Linked DNA regions of Mus musculus: region 2 is linked to region 1. Evidence: chromatin contacts called from public promoter capture Hi-C data. All regions are on one chromosome and are shown on one strand. The core of a region is the stretch at or near the end of the contact, and the rest is flanking DNA. Distances in the headings are between cores, read along the strand shown. Region 1 holds the start of Rmdn1 (regulator of microtubule dynamics 1). Region 2 overlaps Ttpa (tocopherol (alpha) transfer protein).

What was found. Promoter capture Hi-C pulls out the DNA fragments that hold promoters and counts their contacts.
Region 2: a contact with region 1 is called in a promoter capture Hi-C map of embryonic stem cells, with 6 read pairs. The contact joins the enhancer-like site here to the promoter of Rmdn1 in region 1. A contact is called at or near these places in 1 of 39 promoter capture datasets (embryonic stem cells), 25 of 484 Hi-C or Micro-C datasets (CD4 T cells, CD8 T cells, the HL-1 cell line and 15 more), 13 of 115 datasets of contacts at active chromatin or transcription factors (bone marrow-derived macrophages, embryonic stem cells, regulatory T cells and 2 more) and 2 of 9 other capture datasets (embryonic stem cells and macrophages).

The regions. Positions count from the first base shown.
Region 1 is chr4:19,572,650-19,577,555 of GRCm38.p6, forward strand. It overlaps Rmdn1 (regulator of microtubule dynamics 1), which reads left to right and starts at 2,417. Exons shown (of 10, transcript NM_025476.6): 1 at 2,417-2,678. The coding sequence starts at 2,565.
Region 2 is chr4:20,022,061-20,026,966 of GRCm38.p6, forward strand. It overlaps Ttpa (tocopherol (alpha) transfer protein), which reads left to right. Exons shown (of 5, transcript NM_015767.4): 4 at 1,725-1,835. Among named protein-coding and RNA genes, the nearest start is that of Ttpa, 16 kb to the left of the region's middle. Within about 2 kb of position 2,066, at least 1 of the 459 cell types and tissues checked has an H3K27ac peak or open chromatin away from gene starts, as enhancers often do. A contact at or near this core is called in embryonic stem cells, where this site is marked.

The DNA of each region.
Region 1 (4,906 bases), core at 1,167-3,666:
TTGAAAAAAATCAGTCATTGAGATTATAGCATAATGAAGGCATATGTTACTAGTTCCTCCAAAATATAGTCCAAACCATTGCAAAAGTCAAATTATGAATTAATAAATGGAAATATATTTAGGAGGAATAAGGAGAAGTTTCTTTGAGGAAGTGACACACTGATAATGGAAAGATAAATTGAAATGAGCCAGGTAAGAAATATGAACTCATATGAGGAAAGGAAGATGGCATCTGATAGTATAATATGAAGGAATAGTGGCAGAGAAAATATCATGTAAGGAAGCCTTTGGCCCATTGTAGGGTAAGAAAAGGCAGTGGACCTGAGTGAGATAGACACATATGGTATGTGGGGAGGGGGAGAGGAGTCAGGGAATGAACCACAAGACTCGGGAAAGATAGCAGATAGTATAGTCTGTTTGCCAGGCTCTTCCTTTTATTTACTTTTCTAACAGGGTTAGGGATCAAACCCAAGGCCTTTTACATACTAGCACTCTCCCAACATGCTACATCACCAGCTCTTTCAATCTTCTTCTTGAACAGATCCCATTACATGCTTGATAGTATAGCTCATACTTTCAAGGTCCTGGGTTCAAAAACATGCACACAAAATCGTCATATCTTGCCAATAATCAGATAAAATCATATCAAGAGCCTCAGTGTGCAAAGGTGTTGTAAGATATTTGATCATATTGTGAACCCCAAGATTGTGTTACTTCCTGAAAAAAAAAATCTGTTTCTAGTTGTGGTATGGCTCTACCTGTGACACATACCTTTAATCCCAAACAATGAAGGCAAATTTAGTTTGTAGAAGAAAGCACCCATGTTTGAAAGTAAGGTTTAATTGAGAGGTAGACAAAATGAGAAAGATTTGACAGAATAGAATTTGCCCAACTCTCACCAAAAGAGGGGGGCAAGGGAAAAGAGGCTACTTAAGAGAACAGCACAGAGACAAAAGGACAGAAGGCAGTTTTATCTTCTCATTGAAACAAGGCAAGCACTCTACCAACAGAACTTTATTCAGTCTCTAAAGTAATGATGCCTAACTATTGAAAACCAAGTAAGATTGCCAGACAAATTTAGGATACTGAGATAGATCTAAGTATTGAATAAGAACTAGAATGTGGGGGGTGGGGGAGTGAAGAAAGTGCCCTTGTCACTCCAGTACCAACTCCAGAAATTCCTGCCCTGCTTCAAAACAAAGCAAAGAGAGTGTGTCTTTTGGATTTGCCAAAGTTTAGTGCAAAGTTTGTGAACCCCAAGATTCTGTTACTTCCTGAAAAAAATATTTACAGGCACATTTCTCCATCATCACTGAAATGAACATGATGTATGTAATAGCAAAAGCAATGTCTCATGTCTCTACACCTGGGAAGCTTGCTCCAAACACATGTTCTATCCCTTTTCTCACGGGCATGAGCGATTTGATTCTGGAGAATTCAAACTCGTACTGAAGCACATCTTCCTCATTTATAACTTGCAGTTCCTATCTACACCTAACGATGAATAGCATAACGGTTAAAGGACATGAAGGGTCCCAGCACCACATAGCACCTTTAGTAAATGGGTATTTAAGTAATTTAAGACAACAAATAAAAGTTAAATTAAAATCTGATTTCTCTCTCTCTCTCTCGGATATAACCTGTCTTATTTTTTATGTGTCCCTACCCAGGAAAGAACTGGGGTATCTATCTGAATTCTTAAGATGCAGAGTCTAACAGTCTCACTCAGTAGTTCAGACTAGACTGGAATTCACTGAGTAGTTCAGGCTATCTTTAAATCAATACAACAGCGCTGAGATTAAAACAATCAACTTTTTTTTTTTCTTTTTTGAGACAGGGTGTCCGGGATTCCATGCTAGCACTCAGCACATTATATAGCTCAGGATGACCTTGAACTCCTGATTTATGTGACCACCTCTCGAACGCTGGCATTCATTATAGGCTACCACTCCAATCGAATGCAGTGCTGAGAACTGAGTCCAGGACTTCATGCAAGCTAGAGAAGCACTCTGAGCTCTGGCTATGGTAGGACTTCTTTTTCTGGTATTTCCTGACTAAGTCTCATGGGGCTTTGTTTCTTTCTCTTAGTTCCCACCACCTCCAGGCTCTGGATGTGTTTTTCCACCCTCCTCCTTATGTAAGATAATGTAATTCATTCAAGTACTTATTTTCAAAAAGTACCATAAGTGCCAGGATTCACTTTACTGTTGAAGACTTTAGGACGTTATAGAAAAACTACAAAACAAAACAAAACAAAACAAAACAACAACAACCACAACCACAACCACCACAAAAGCTACAATGGACAGTCGCTGACAGCCAGAGGAGGGCTCTCGTCCCTCGCCTGAGCCTGTTGTGCGCATGCGTGATGGTTCCCCTCCACCCATTTCTCCCACCCGGAGTTATTTCCGGTCTCTGGAAACCGAGGCCCGGAAGCTGCGGGCCGGCGTGAAGGAGGTGGTGCTGGCCGACCTCTGGAACTCCGTTCCGGAGCTGACTTTCGCCCCGCCCCGTTTTGTCAGGTCCTCCAGCGCGTCGTCAGTCCCGCTGGGAAGCTGTCAGTCATGGCGCTGTCCTCGCGACTGTGGCGTCGTCTCCCTCCACTCCGCGTCTGTCAGCAGACGAGGACCTGGGGCAGCCGTGGGCGCTGTGGCGCCTGGGGAGTCCGCGCTTGCGAGGTAACCCGCTGTCCTGGTCCTGCTCGCTCCATCAAGCAGGGCGTCGGGGGCGCCCCCATCGCCAGGTCTGGAGGTGCGGCACCCGGCCCGAGGGTCGTGGAGCTTCCGCTTTGCAAACCTCCGCTGAGACAGCTGGCCTCATGACTGAGGGGTGCGTCCTCTCTGCCCTTCCAGTCCCAAAATAGAACGGGAAGGTGAAAGAACTTTGACCGTTTTGAGAAAGTCGACCGTCTCTGGACTCAGGTTATTACCTCGGGCAGCTCTGCCCGGTGGCTCAATGCTGTAGTCCCAACTACTGGAGAGTCCAGAGAAGGAGGATCGCAAATTCAAGGTTGGCTTGGGATGTGTCGAGCCAGTTCAGGGCTAGTCTGGGCCATTTAGTAAGCGCTTGTCCCAAAATAAACAGGAGAAGGAAAAAAAAAAAAGAAAGAAAGAAAGAAAGAAAGAAAGAAAGAAAGAAAGAAAAAAGTAAGTTCTGTGTTAATAAGCCTTTGCCTCGCACCTGGGGGCAAAAATATTTGTGATGTAACTTTGAAATTGTCAATAAATGAGAAAATTTATTTTTCAGTAATTATCCTTCAGTTTCTTGTTTTTTATGCACGCCAAAGCTGTTCAGATTTTTAAAAATTGTCTCAGTTCTGCTGTTTTTATTAGACAGGCTATGACTGTATTCTTGAAAAGGGATGACATCGGTCCCTAAGATATATTTCTCATAACTATTTTGCTAATTTTAAACCCTAAAGTACGGCCTATAAATGCCTGTTATAAAGAAACAGTTACTATCCATGGCGTGTGTAGGTCAGGAATCTAGATATGGCTTACCTGGGTGTCTAACTTAAGATCTCTCCTGAGGTTTAGTCAGGCTTTGACTGTTGAGGCCTCCTTTAATATCTTAGGGTTTTGTTTTGTGGACGTGCTTGTTTACTTGTGTTGCCAGGACTCCCCTAAGTGGCTATGCTTGGCTTGAGTTTAATATACACCCCAAGTAGTTTTCTTGCTTTAAGCCTTCTGAGTCCTAGTACTCCAGGTGTGAAAATTAAACCAACAACCTAACTTCCTTTCTCCCCTTTTAAAAATTCAATCGTTGTGTATTATGTGTTTCACCTGGATGCATGTATGTATTGCACCAAATGCATGCCTAGCACCTAGTTACCATGTCAGTGCTGGTCCTCTGGAAGACGAGCTAGCGCTCTTAAGCAATGAGCCACCCCTCCAGCTTTTCAAGTTTTGTGTATGTTTTGGTTCTGGTTTGTTTGTTTTTTGTTTTGAAAGTTCAGTTTCTGAGGATAAAAGGAGGAAGTTCTGCTTCCACACGCTCGCTCATGTGGCAGTAGGCAGGTAGTTTATCCACATTGCTACTGTTGCTAAGTTTTCTCAAAATGGGCAGGGGGTGGAAAGGAAGAGTCGAGAGAGTGTGACCTTTGTGGACTTCTAAGCACTTAATCTTGGAAAGGAAGTAAATCCGCAGGACTTGTAAGGGAATGGAGCACGCAGGGCATAAATTGCCTTCTGACACTCAGATTAAGAAAAGTTTATAGCCCGAGTTGCTTGATACTCTGCCCAGGGGAAGGAGAGAAGGGGACACCCAATGTCATTCTCTGACCTTTACATCTCACCTACTTACATCACACAATCATAAGTACAGAATAAAGTATTGTGTTTCTGATTTTAGTGTAAAGATTATAGGAAATCAAATAAGGCATTCAAACAGGGAAGTCATTTGACCAGATTTTCACTGAAAAAAAATAACAGTGTATGGTCAGAATGGATATGCAAGAGATCTTGGTGTAGGCTAGGTGAGAAATATGGCTTGCACTTTGGTGAAAATGTAGATAAGTGGAAGAATTCCAAGAGCTTTAAGGATATAGAGTTATAGCTTCATGGAAGAGGTTAAGAAGGCTCAAGTAGAAAGATTTAAGTTCCTAGCTGGAGCAGCCTAGAGCAATTTAAGGGGAAAAGGAGAAATGTGCTCTATTTTGGACTGGATTCAGAGGGCCAAGTTGACATTTGGATAAGTAGCTCAGGAGGTGTGCAGTTACCTTTTGAGATCCAGGCTAAAGAAAGGAATTTGGGAACTTTTAGCACAATGTTTAGTTTTGGTTTTGAGACAGGGTCTCTTTGTAGGTCTGGTTTGCTTGGAACTCACTATGTAGACTAGGCTAGCCTTGAACTTACAGAAATTCACCTGTCTCTGACTCCTGAGTGCTGACATTAAAGACAAATGGCAG
Region 2 (4,906 bases), core at 816-3,315, 450 kb after region 1:
TCCCAAGTACAAGTGTTTGCAAAGCAAGCAAATGACTGACTGAGCCATCTTTCCAAATCTCAGAGTCTTTAAAAATAGTCATAATCAGCCAGGCGGTGGTGGTGCATGCCTTTAATCCCAGCACTCGGGAGGCAGAGGCAGGCGGATTTCTGAGTTCCAGGCCAGCCTGGTCTACAAAGTGAGTTCCAGGACAGCCAGGGCTACACAGAGAAACCCTAGGAGTGGGGGTGGGGGGGCAGGTGTTGGGGAGAATAGCCATTAATATAGTAATTTTACCTCTGGGACCTAGACAAAGGGTAATCCTGAATAGAGTCTGAACTTTGTGCATTGTAATGGTAATAGCTTACTTTGCCTTAGCTACTTTCCTAAGTCTTTCAAAAGTGTTTGCCATTTGTCTTTCAAATGGTAATCCTAGGTGTTGGCGAACAGTTTAGAGTCAGAAATGATTGAAGGATCCAAGTTTAGGTCAGCTGAAGGTAAAAGCTGTTCTACAGTCACCTCCCTTGTTCTACAGTGCCTGCAGCATGGTGTCTAATACAAGAAAATTAGATACAGCTTGTGCGGAGAAAGGGAAGTGATCACGTAAATGATGCCACATCATTTGATGGACCAGCTCAACAATGTTAGAACTCACAATGCTCCCCACAAATCATATTGCAACAATAGGAGAGAGCAGGATACAAGAGGATTGCAGAGTGTGTTGGCAATTAAGTTTAAATAAAATTATACATAGAATCTGTAAAAAGAAATTAATAATACATTTCTAAATTGCAAGATGGGAAATTCTTCATGAAAGAGGAAGAAAACGTCTTGATTACCAGTAGTGTCATTAACAGTGTCATTAACAGTAGTGTCATTAACAGTAGTGTCACTAACAGTGTCATTAACAGTAGTGATTGAACTTTTGGATAAGAAAACTATTGATGAATCTATTTTTCTTTTAGGTCTCAACCTTTTAGGACTTTGATACTAAAGATATAAAGATATATACCGATGTCAATGTTTAAAAAGTGTGTGCCTGTTGTTATGTTCTTTTAATTTTCAGGGATGTTTAATTTTTTTCTCTAAAAATATATATTTTTAAAAAAATATACTAGATCAATATGTCCCCAATTGTCATTGTTTACTTAGGAGACACTTTATGTGTGACTAGAGTGGATTTTGTTTTTCTGAAAGGCTCTTAAAATACTCAGCCTAATCTAAGGGGGAGTGGGGACAAGCTTTCTATAGATCTTTTCTGAGTGCACTGATGATATATAAACCAGGTTTTTGTGTTGATGGAATAAATCATTTTGAAAATTAAGTCACTTTAGATTCTGCTGAGTATACGCACACATGAGTATTCACCAAAATGCATTGGAGGACAGAGGTTAATGTGTGGTGTCTTTTATGGTTCTCCATCTTATATTTTGAAACAGGGCCTTGAACTGAATGAACCTAGAGCTCACCATTCGTACTTGGCTGGGTAGAGTGGGGATCTGCCTGCCTCTGCTCCTTTGTTCCTTTGCTCTGGGGACAGACACAGACATGATGGCTGTGCATGGCTACTTGTGGTCTGAACTCAGGTCTTCATGCTTGTGCATCAAGTACGATGCCCATGGAGCCATCTTTCAGACTCGTACCAGAACTTTATAATGTGTTCCACAAGAGACTTGCCTTTAGCAATGTAACTGCTGTATTTATGTTGCGTTATTAAGGTTTTTATTATCCTTTCCTTTCGAAAGGATTCCTTTCCACTGAAAGTTCGTGGGATCCATTTGATAAATGAGCCAGTCATTTTCCATGCTGTCTTCTCCATGATTAAACCATTTCTGACTGAAAAGATTAAGGACCGGGTGAGTAAAATATATTCGTGATTACATCTTACCTCTTTCCATTTAAGGATTTTTTACTATATTCCCATGTTCCTTGCACTAAACCATTGGACCAATATTGCAAATACTACTCTTATAAATTAAAATTTACCTTTACTTTTGAAATATCTATCATTACTGGCTGGGAGACTCTTGGGAAACCGGACTCTCAGGTATCACTGGAGAGTAAAGTATGGTCCCTCTAGAGGGCAGTATAGTAATAGCCATGACAAACTATGTCAGCAGTTTCTGGAAGTTATAAAACAGATAAAGCTGTATAGCAACAAAGGCACATATACTGACAATCATTAAAACCTCCAAGCATTCACTGTGGGGGGGGGGGTGGAAAAACTGTGACAAATCCACACAGGACTGGAGGGTATGTTTTAGAGGAGAAATTCATGCCAGTGCAGATCAGTGTTGATGGCATGCTTTTTCTGTGAAAAAGGGAGAATCAGAACATACAACTATAGTTTTACAATAATGTATTTTGTCAGTATACACAGAAGCGTGGGTGATGGACAAATGATCCAGTGATGGTAGGTGAGGGCAGAGTTTATACCAATGTCTGTGTTGTTTGTTTTTAAACTTGTTTTGATTTCTAACTTACCTAGATGTGTAAATTATACAAATAAGAACACAGACTGTCTTAGCTATTAAGCCCATGTAACTGAAACACATCACATCTGGGGTATGTGATTTATTGTTTTACAGGTGATGCAAAGGAATTGATGTTCACTAACCTCTCCTGTTGAGCTTCATTTCATGTAGAGCTCTCTTCTTCTCTTCTCTTCTCTTCTCTTCTCTCCCCTCCCCTCCCCTCCCCTCCCCTCCCCTCCCCTCCTCTCCTCTCTTCTCTTCTCTTCTCTCTTCCTTCTCCCCCTCCCCTCCCTACTCCCTCCCCCTCGCCTTTCTTGTCTTTTCTTTTCTCCGGTTTCTCTGGGTAGTCCTGGCTGTCCTGGAACTCTCTCTGTAGACCATGCTGGCCTCAAACTCACAGAGACCTGCATGTCTCTCCCTCCTGAGTGTTGAGATTAAAGGTATGTGCCGCCACCACCCAGCTCATGTAGAATTTTTTAGTTCACATTTTGTTGTTTAGAACTTTTGAAAGGCTGACAATAACTTGCTCTCGAGAGCAGCAGCTGCTTCCCTGCATTAGTCTGTAGAGGAACACATACATTTACAGCTTTCCCTTAGGGTGCTGTTTCATCACCCATGTTGTCTGTGGTCTCTAGGTTCAAGGGATGCTCCCATCTTGGCTTTCTGAGCAACTGTGGCAGGCACAGCTGAACACCATTTGCCCACTGCAAATAGTTTTGGAGGAATTTTGCCATTTCGGCCTCAAAAATATAAGTAGTGATTGCAGTGATTATAATGAGATACTTGGAAGTTTAGAAATTATTCTTCCATCTTAAGAAAGCATAACATTTTACTCCTGGTCAGACTATTATGACCCTAGAGACAATCTTGACACATTAAGTGAGCCAGTTGGCATTTCTTTCTCTTTATTTTCATTAAATTTCTTTCTTTATTCTTTGATAATTCCAAGCATGTATCTAATGTATTTTCTCATCTCCCCTTTTCATTCTCCTCTACTTCCATGGAATCCCTTCTTCCTAACCAGTTCCTCTCCTTCTTTCATGAATTCTTGTTGTTATCTGTGACTCCCAGTAGGTATTTCTGTCCTTAGAGAAAAAGATTTGTTCTATTTTTATACAAATTTCTGCTTGGAAGAATGGGCTTCTGAGTGCAGATACCCTCTGAAGCCAGAAGAGTGCCACATCTCTTGGAGTTAGAGCTACATGTGGTTGGGAGCCAACTGATGTAGGTGCTGGGATCTGAACTCTGGAAAATCAGCAAGCACTCATGTCTCTCCAGGCCAATTTCTGTCTGTATTTTAAGGTTTCATCCCTAAATTGTCAGCTCTAGTGAAGCTGGCCACTTCGGCTATTTTGTGTTCTAGTGTTTTCTATAAGGTGTTTTGTTTTCCATGTAGTGTAACTTAGTAACATTGGATACCATCTGATTAACTCTTAAAGTTCTAAAAAGAAGTTTATCTATTTTGGGTTATATTCTGAACAATTAAAAACAAAAGTGAGAGCCAGGCGGTGGTGGTGCACACCTTTAATCCCAGCACTTGGGAGGCAGAGGCAGACAGACTCTTGAGTTCGAGGCCAGTCTGGTCTACAGAGTGAGTTCCAGGACAGCCAGGGCCACACAGAGAAACCCTGCCTCCAAAATCCAAAAAAAGAGAAAAAACAAACAAGCAAAAGTGAGAGTAAGTAGATCTAAGAAAATGGAGAATATGAACCAAAAAAATAGAAAAACACTAAAAACTGAGATACTAAGTGAGGCAGGCCAGTGCAAGTTAACTCACAGCAGACAAACCAGAATGAGTAAACAAACTCAGGCACTTTTCCTGCTCAGCTTTTGGGCAACACTAGACATTTCCATATTTCTCCTTTTCTGAGAAAAATAGAGTTTCTTACTAGCTAACTGATAGCATCTTAGTTTAAAAAAGTCAAGGGTCAAGGGGTTGGCATCTGAAGTTCTTACATATAGATTCACCATTTCTAATTTCTTTTTCCTTTAAAAAGATTTAATTTTTTAAAGTGTGTGTATGTGTATCTGAGATGCCTGAGAGGATGAGAAGAGGGCATCAGATCCCATGGAGCTGCAAGTTACAAACTGCCCACTATGGGTGCTGGGAACTAACTCAAGTCCAAGAAGCCATCTCTCCACTCCCAACCCTCATTCCTAACACACATAGGTTCTCATTTAATGATTGCGGAAAGCATTGATAAACATTTTCCTTTGTGTGAGTATTCCTGTAAGCTCTGTCGTCCGGAGAAAAGTGATCCCAAGACAGGCAAAAAGGAAACTTGGTTCAGCAAGACTTTAGTTAGCCAGGCTGGTTCAAACTTCAGGAGTTGGACCCTAATGCATTTATCTATCTTTTACATATTAAGAGAGGAAAAAAAGAGTTTCCTCTTGTCAACTGTCACAACAGTTTCAGCTATGGCTACACTGAAACTTTTTTGCAAAGTACATCT